Linked DNA regions of Mus musculus: region 1 is linked to region 2. The links are chromatin contacts, called in public Hi-C maps. All regions are on one chromosome and are shown on one strand. Each heading gives the region's core, a stretch centred on a gene start, on an enhancer-like site or on the middle of the called end of the contact. The rest is flanking DNA. Distances are from core to core; before and after follow the strand shown.

What was found. A called contact is a pair of places that touch in the nucleus more often than the background predicts.
Region 1: a Hi-C map of the G1E-ER4 cell line shows a contact between it and region 2, with 5 times the contacts expected there. The contact joins two enhancer-like sites. A contact is called at or near these places in 2 of 39 promoter capture datasets (the 3T3-L1 cell line and hippocampal neurons), 3 of 15 datasets of contacts at CTCF or cohesin (the G1E-ER4 cell line, the NIH/3T3 cell line and large pre-B cells), 24 of 484 Hi-C or Micro-C datasets (the 3T3-L1 cell line, 3T3-L1-derived adipocytes, the Ba/F3 cell line and 15 more), 3 of 115 datasets of contacts at active chromatin or transcription factors (astrocytes and embryonic stem cells) and 2 of 9 other capture datasets (adipose tissue and liver).

The regions. Positions count from the first base shown.
Region 1 is chr6:8,067,260-8,070,979 of GRCm38.p6, forward strand. The region is part of intron 25 of Col28a1 (collagen, type XXVIII, alpha 1); the gene reads right to left. Among named protein-coding and RNA genes, the nearest start is that of Gm35384, 69 kb to the left of the region's middle. Within about 2 kb of position 1,407, at least 40 of the 459 cell types and tissues checked have an H3K27ac peak or open chromatin away from gene starts, as enhancers often do. A contact at or near this core is called in the C3H10T1/2 cell line and the G1E-ER4 cell line, where this site is marked.
Region 2 is chr6:7,730,169-7,734,440 of GRCm38.p6, forward strand. No RefSeq gene overlaps it. Among named protein-coding and RNA genes, the nearest start is that of Gm46950, 8.0 kb to the left of the region's middle. Within about 2 kb of position 1,858, at least 23 of the 459 cell types and tissues checked have an H3K27ac peak or open chromatin away from gene starts, as enhancers often do. A contact at or near this core is called in the C3H10T1/2 cell line and the G1E-ER4 cell line, where this site is marked.

The sequences.
Region 1 (3,720 bases), core at 157-2,656, 340 kb after region 2:
CCCCCTTGCTACCCCCATCTCTTCGCTGCTGTTCCTCATTCTGTGGTTTACCCCAAACCCAAACTTTGCAGTAATCTAATCGTGGATCACCTATCTAGACCAGTCCTTTGTTTCCCTTTCCACCCACCCTACAGTGTACTCCATTTGGTAGTGATGCACACTATGATGGCTGATGATTAGACTCTCTTCCCATTAAAATTCATGAAAACACCTTAGGGACATCACTCCATCCATCTTTCAGAAGAACCCTGTGAAGTACAATCACAGATGAGGAGGCTAAGTCAAGGGGGACTCAATGACTTCATAAGGTCGTGGAGCTGACAAATGGCACTGAGGCAGCAATGATGAAGAAATAGCCTGTTGCTGTGCCTCCTATATTGGGTAAGACTAAGATAAAATATTTTAGAAAATAATTGACCCATTAGAAAATAATTGACCCATTAGAGTGACTTACACACACACACACACACACACACACACACACACACACACACACTAACAAGGCTTTCCTGAACTTCTCTGCCTTTGTTTTTGCCCATGAAACCCTTGCCATTATTTGAGAGGAGTATGAAAGCAATTTAGAGTTGTTCATGCAGTGGTCTCACTCTTTTCTGGTTTATCAAAAACTAAGTTGAATCCACTGCGGAGCATCAGTCTTCAGAATTATTCGGGAAGTGACACTCTGAAGAGTTCACTAAATGATGAAACCATTTTCATGAATGAATGAATGGGGGGGGCATGAATTTCAATAAGGAAAGAGAAGTCAAGGCAGTGATTAGCACTTGGTTAATGTCTCTCTTTTTCTGAATTCAAAATGAAATTAAACTGTAACTGTGATGGTCTCAAAAACATGAACACCGTTACTTAGGCCAGAAAATGCCATGGTTTAGTAACTCTTGGATACCATACTCACAGTGATGCCAGTGGAAATTTTAGAGGTTTTATACAGACCCCTAGATAATGGTCTTGTAAACGACTGACCAACTAATGCTTGTCACAACCCTCTGTCACGTCTCGCTGATGGCCATTATACCACCAGAGAAACAGTGACAATTACAAGCATAAGTACTATGTGAATACAAAACCATTGAGAAGGCTCTAGAAAGGATAGCGTTCAAGTTGCTCTCACATTTCCTTCCTTCCTAGCTCTAAATTTTACCTCCTCTACCATTTACATTCACCCTCAAACACATGTCTCTCTTAGTTCCTGATAACTTTAAAGCTTGCTGTAGAACTTTGAGGCTTGTTGGTAATCTCAAAATCTGGAGCTTTTCATAGGGAGGAAGTTCCTCTAGTCTGCATCACAAAAACCACAAAACGTTATTGATGCTGATGCCAGTCATGAATGTTCAGGGTTTCGTGTTTATCTTCAGGGCTGCAGAGAAGTATGTGTGCACTCCAGTGAAGTGGAATGCAGCCACAGAAAACAGCAAACAGAAAAGAAAGCAGTATTTAAAGTAGTGGGCAGGCTGGAGTGAGCTCAGCTTTCACAGAGAACTACCTTGAAAAGTTACCTCATCAAATGTCCTAGGTCCTGAAGTTAACCTCTTTAGAAGCCTACAGGTCAAGCTCCCTAACCTTCAAACCTCACATGTTTCTGGCTTTAACTCTTCATATTTTGAGCTCATGTTCCATTCTTTAGCAATTTTTAACATGTTTTTTAAAATTCTTTGAGAATTTCATGACAATATATTTTGATTATAAGTATCCCTGAACCCCTTACAGATTCACACTCACTTCCTGCATCCTCCAAATTTGGAATACACCATGAAGAGGTGGTTTCTAGACTACTTTGAAATCATGAATTCTTAATATCGTTATCCCTAAGCCTGCATCCTTGACTAGCCCTTCTTGTCTGGCCTGCTCAAAATGGAGTTCCTTGTCCAGACTGCATCTGCCGATGGAAGCCCCAGATTCCATGCAGCTCTGTGTGAATTGGTCCTCTATTCTGCCAAGACTCGGTGGCAGCGCGCACATATGTGAGCCATTGCTGAGAACAGAGAAGCAATTCAGATGCTGGGAAACATTTTTAGAATTATGATACTCAGTGGAATTTCACATAGACTTGCATTTTAATTTATTACTATGAGCCACTTTTGTCAAATAAAGGATGCATTTACAATACTCAATATTTAATTTTGGGGGGATGTTTAACTCTTTTTGGTTTGTGTTTGTGCTTTTCTTTGCAGTTTCTATAATCTAGGTTTTGGTGATGACAAAGCTAGAAGAAAAAGAAAAGCAATCTAACTATATGCAAAACTATATTGGAGACTGGAAAATCGTCCTGTCTTCATTCAGTCAGTAACTCATTACATTCCTAGATTCACTCTCATGCATACACGCTGCGGAAGTATTTACACTGTAAAGAGCAATGTTGCTCAACCTCTGATCATGAATTTCCTCCTCTGTAAAATGGGGGAAATGTTCAAAATGCAGTGTTTTAGAATTATTTAGGAAATAAGTGCTAATGATAACATTATCATAATTCAAAGCAAAAAAAAAAACAATAGTCCTTCAGGTCACATATTTTATTTCAACTATTTGATAGCTAAGTGGCCATTTGCATGTCCCCAAATCCAAGTTAGCTTGAAGGATACGTGTACATAAAACCATTCCACAGGCTCTGGTACAATCTTGGCTTTTCCAAGCAATAACAGAGCAAAGAGGACCAGGCTAGATGAATCTGCCCTTGAAGAACTCAGAGAGCCATCCTGGTATTCTATTTCAATAACTCCTAAAACAACAACTTCAAGCTTGTGGCTTATCTGAGGTTCTCCTCCCAGCTTCTGGCCATTTGGGGGGCTTTTTGGTAAAGACTTAAGAGCAATGACTTAGCTGCAGCCCCTAAAAGGAAGTTGAAAGTATGCAAAAAATGTCTTGAAATCACAAGGATTCTCTTTATTCTCCAATGGAGGAACGCAAACAGAGATGGGTAAGGTCTCTGAGGATGGTTCCTATCAGTGGTCCAGTGGTTTATGGGTGTAGAACTCGGGACACAGTGTGAGCTTTTTCCACTCAACAAGAGACTGACTGCTTTGGTCCTTGGCCAGTGTGTTTCCCAGGTCCTACATCTACTGTGGTCCTTGAAATTTCTTGAAATTGTTTTAGGAGAATTTTGAAAGAGCTCAGAAACTCTTGCCAAAATGTGATGGTCTATACATTTTCTACTAGGAAAAAAAAATCAGAGTACCACAAGGTGCTAGGTGCCAGGCACTGCTTTTTATATGTTTGAAAACATAGAAGCTTTGATTCCAATGTTGGTGTCATATGCTAAACATATGTGACCTTAACTAAATATCACATAAGCCATCATAAATTAATCATCAACCTTAATAGTTTCCTCATTTCAAAACACATTTGTTTTGCAAGTTGATGCCTTGAGGCCAAGGTTTTAGGGTGACTACACAGAGTTTAAATTAAAAACACATCAAGCTAAAATGTGGACACACACACCTCTAAATACTTGCAGTTTCTGACATTTAACTCCAAGTAACAGGAATATTTGTTATATTATATATATATATATATATATATATATATATATATATATAATATATGGGTGCCAAGCTTTTGTTGCCTGTCACTGACATATTTGTGCTAATCTGATCTTTACTTTACCAGAAGGACAACATTAACTCAATAGACTTTTAAAAGTATCTCCTTTGCTTTCCTCGTTTACGTCTGTGTATGTTTGTGCATGCGCGCGTCAGTAGTCTCCTT
Region 2 (4,272 bases), core at 608-3,107:
GATGTGTTACCTAACTTCCTTATTTTCTTCTTTATTAAAAAATCTGATGCTCGCTTTGAGAAATTACATCCAGATACAGTACTCTCTCTGGTGTGTGTGTCTGTCATCTCCTGACTTCTTGCCCACCTGATTACTGAAATCCTGATTCCCTGCGGGTAGAAGGGCCGACTGAGTCCAGTCAGTGGCAACTTTTGATCATGGTGTTTTGTAGGAGCAATAGTAACCCAAACAAAGACAGTACCTGAGGAACAAACATTGCACCCAAAGCCCCACCCAAGAACCAAGTTGTAGATCACAATGAGCCCTTAAAGAACGCTAGCCATTAACCAATACTCAAAACAAAGCAAAGACAGTCTGTGGGGTAGCCAACATCAAGCCTATTTTCTGTGGGTCATGCAGTCAGAGGTTAGGTCTTTTGGAGGACAGAAGTGGAGTTGACAGCAAGGTCAAGATTTACAAAGAATTCCAAGTGTGATCTAAGACAGCTTCCTTAAAGTAGAAAGGAAGGGTTATGGTTGGGCAAGGCTCATGAGGGAGAGGCAGGATTGGTGGAAACACCACAGTGAGGGGTTGAGGCAAGAGATTAAAATGATCTTAGATGCAATTTGCCTTTAGATGTTTTCTAAAGATGAGCTGTGCTACTTTCCTATGGTTGCTGTGTCAGCACAGCACAAACTGTGACTTACACGCAGAAAGAAAAGAAAACGATTAAACTTATTGGATCAGAGCTCCTAATATTGAGGAATCAGTAGGATTCCGTTGCTTTGGAGGCCGGAGAGAAAATGCTATTTCTTTGTATGCCCCAGCTTCTAGAGACGACCCATATCCCAGACTCACAGCCAATTCCTAATTCACCTTCAGCTTCTGTTTCTGTCATCCTTGTCCTCAAAGGCTTCTGCTTTCTGCTCACAGTGACTCTAAGAATCGCCTGGGGCCCACCCACACAGTTCTGAGATAGTATCTCCATTTCAAGATCTTTAACGTACGTATATCAATCTAATCAAGGTCCCTTTTGCTGTAAAAGCCAGGACACTCACTGTGCAGAGGAAGAGTACAAAGTACTTAACCTGACACTTTAGCATGAGGTTTAGTTTGAACAGAAAGCCACTAAAATGAGGGAACAGGAGGAAAACGCTCTGTACACACACACACTCACACACTCACACATACACAGATACACACACACATACACACCCTGTGCCACACAGCGGATTATAAATTTCTCTTTTCCAGGTGCCCCGTATGCATACACATTTCTTTTTTTTTTTTTTTTAACACTCTTTTTTCCCCGAGACAGGGTTTCTCTGTATATCTCCGGCTGTCCTGGAACTCATTTTGTAGACCAGGCTGGCCTCGAACTCAGAAATCCTCCTGCCTCTGCCTCCCAAGTGCTGGGATTAAAGGCATGCACCACCACTGCCCGGCTTGCATACACATTTCTAATATCAAGAACTGGATACAATGCTACCACCAAAGATACCAAAGAAGCTACTAAGGGTGATCTGTGGCAGGCCAGGAAGGCTGGGAAGATCTGAGGAAAGGGAAGGAACCCTGCATTCAGGATCTGATTGAAGCCTGTCTCTCCTACCAAACAGCAAGAATTCTAGTACAGTTCCCAACTGCTTAAGACCTTTCTCCTTTCACACAGCTGTAGACCTGAAGTTTCTAGAAAGTTTTCTCTTGTCCCCATTTACAGAGGACAGAGACTAACCCCTCAGGTGATTCTGGTGGCTTCCTGCTTTTCCTTTATCAGATTGCAATTCCATCTGAATCACCTCTGAGCTTCCAGCTACCACAGATCTCTCACAGAAAGGGGAAGAGGGGGAGGAGTGGGTTCACATTGTAACTGGAGAGCCACCATAATGCTGTACGTGGCCAATGCTTACTGTTCCAGGAGGAGGCCTACTGCACTTGGCTCAGTCCTGTATCATAATACCTTTAATAAAATGTCCTTCCCTGTTCCCGAGAGTCCTAAAATGACATACACTGTTGAATCTTGGTTTGACTTGGGTTGAAGCCCGTAAATGTCTAGGGGAACCCTTCGGGCTGATGAGAGTGGCAGTGTGAGTCTGGGTGTCTGTCCTATCACTGTTGACATAATGTAAAGCTTTGTTTTCTATGGTTTCCATTATCTAACCTCTCCACACGCTATCTTTGGAAACCTACAGTACTTTCTGTCATCTTCTCTTGCTGCTTTGAGGGAGAACTCCTGGAAAGAAGCGGTCTGCAGAGACTGACTGACTAATGTCAGTCCTGTGGGGGTGGGGGTGGGGGTGGGGTGGGGGTGGGGGTGGGAATGTTACAGGTCCAACGGCTACTTAGTTTATCTTAGGCTTGCTTTAGTCACAACTCCTAACAGCCATTCCTTGCTCACCTGTGTCAGAACTAACATCCTGTGACTAACGGATGAAAACCTTGGGAATCTATTAACTGAGTAGGCCCCTAGCTTGCACCAACTCCAAGGCTAAGAATGTCATCCGACAGCGTCTGAAGACGTACAGAAAGGACGACCTCCAAGCTTGCTGTAACCGCCTCTCTAAAGTACCCCTCCATGTGTTTCCAACTCGCCTTGATTTATGACTTTGTTCTGTAAATCTATAAATGTTCATGAATCTGCTTCCACTTTGAAGCAAGTAGTTTGGGGTGGCTTAAATCTGAATTCCTAGCCTTGGTCACTCAAAATGGCCCCAGAGTAAACCATCTTAGCCCCTTAAAGATGAAAGCTGTGGCTGTGGCACCAGCAGTTATGGTGCCACGGCATTCTAACAATGCCCCACTTTTCACTGGAGGAATTACCCGATTGGAAGCCAGCTGTGTGCATGGACCCACTGAGGCCAGGCTATTTGGTGTTATTTCCTCAGGCAGATTGTTGGTGTGATTTTTCTCCTGGGGCTCTGGTTGGGCTTCTAGTTTGGTTGGCAGTACATTTTCCCCAAATTACAAATTATAAATGTGACACAAACCAAATTCTTATATTCTACTTTTTTAAACCGTTAGACAAGTGTTTCCTATCGAAATTTACGTCCCTCAAGTCAGAATGCCTTGCATGAGACTGTGCAATAAAATCACTGCCCACCAGGTGGCAGTCATGGTACAGTAGCTCTCAAAGACTGGCGTTGATTGGGGAGTTGCTCAACGTTTAAACAGAGTTGCCATCTGACCCAGTAATTCCATTCTTAGATTTATACGCAGGAAAGTGTAAAACACATGTCTATACAAAAACTTGTACATGAACGCTTGTGACTATTAACGGTAGTCAAAATGTAAAGTACCCAGTGTCCAGACACTAAGAAGGCCATAAACAAAATATGGTATATACAAAGGGAAGGGTGTTACTCAGCCACAAAAATGAACAAAGTGCAGATTCATGCTGCAGCATACATGAACAATGAAAACATTATACTAGGCAGGAGCCAGACAGAAGAGGTTCAGGTTGTGTTAGTCTATCTATATGAACTCTGTTCGCAAAGTAACAGAGACAGAAAGCTGGCTAATGAGTGCGGAAAGCTGGGCAGAAAGCATAGGAAATGACTTTCTTCTTCAGGTGATGAACAATATCATAAAGTTAGTTGTTAACACCTTTGGGAAGATGCTAAACCTACTACACTGTACAGTTTAAACAGCAAATATTATGTGTGAAGGATGGCATAGGAAACACAAGACTTAACAAAACAGTCATAAAGCCACTGTTGCAATGGGGTTGGAGTGGGGGTGTCCATTAAAATTAAGAAAATGCCACCACCAACGTGTCTCAATAGCACAAAATGTGTGGGGAATACTATTTTGAGCATTAGCGAGTCACTATATGACATAGACACATAATGCCTATACTGTCTGGTTTTATGTGTCATCACATGTCAGAGTCACCAGAGAGAAAGGAGCCTCAGTTGAGGAAATGCCTCATGATATCTAGCTGTAAGGCATTTTCTCAATTAGTGATCAGTGGGGGAGGGCCCCATCGTGGATGATGTTATCCCTGGGCTAGTGGTCCTTGATTTTATTAGAGAGCAGGCTGAGCAAGTCATGAGTAGCAGGCCAGTAAGCAGAACCTCTACGGCCTCTGCATCAGTCCCTGCCTCCAGGTTCCAGCCTGGCTAAGTTCCTGTCCTGACTTCCTCCAATGAAGGACAATGTGTAAGCCGAATAAGCCCTTTTCATCCCAACTTGGTTTTTGGTTATGGTGTCTTCATTGCAGCAATTCAAGCCCTAACCAAAACAATGACCAAAGGTTATAAGTTACAGTTGGCTTCTACTTCATTTCCAGAGCACAGC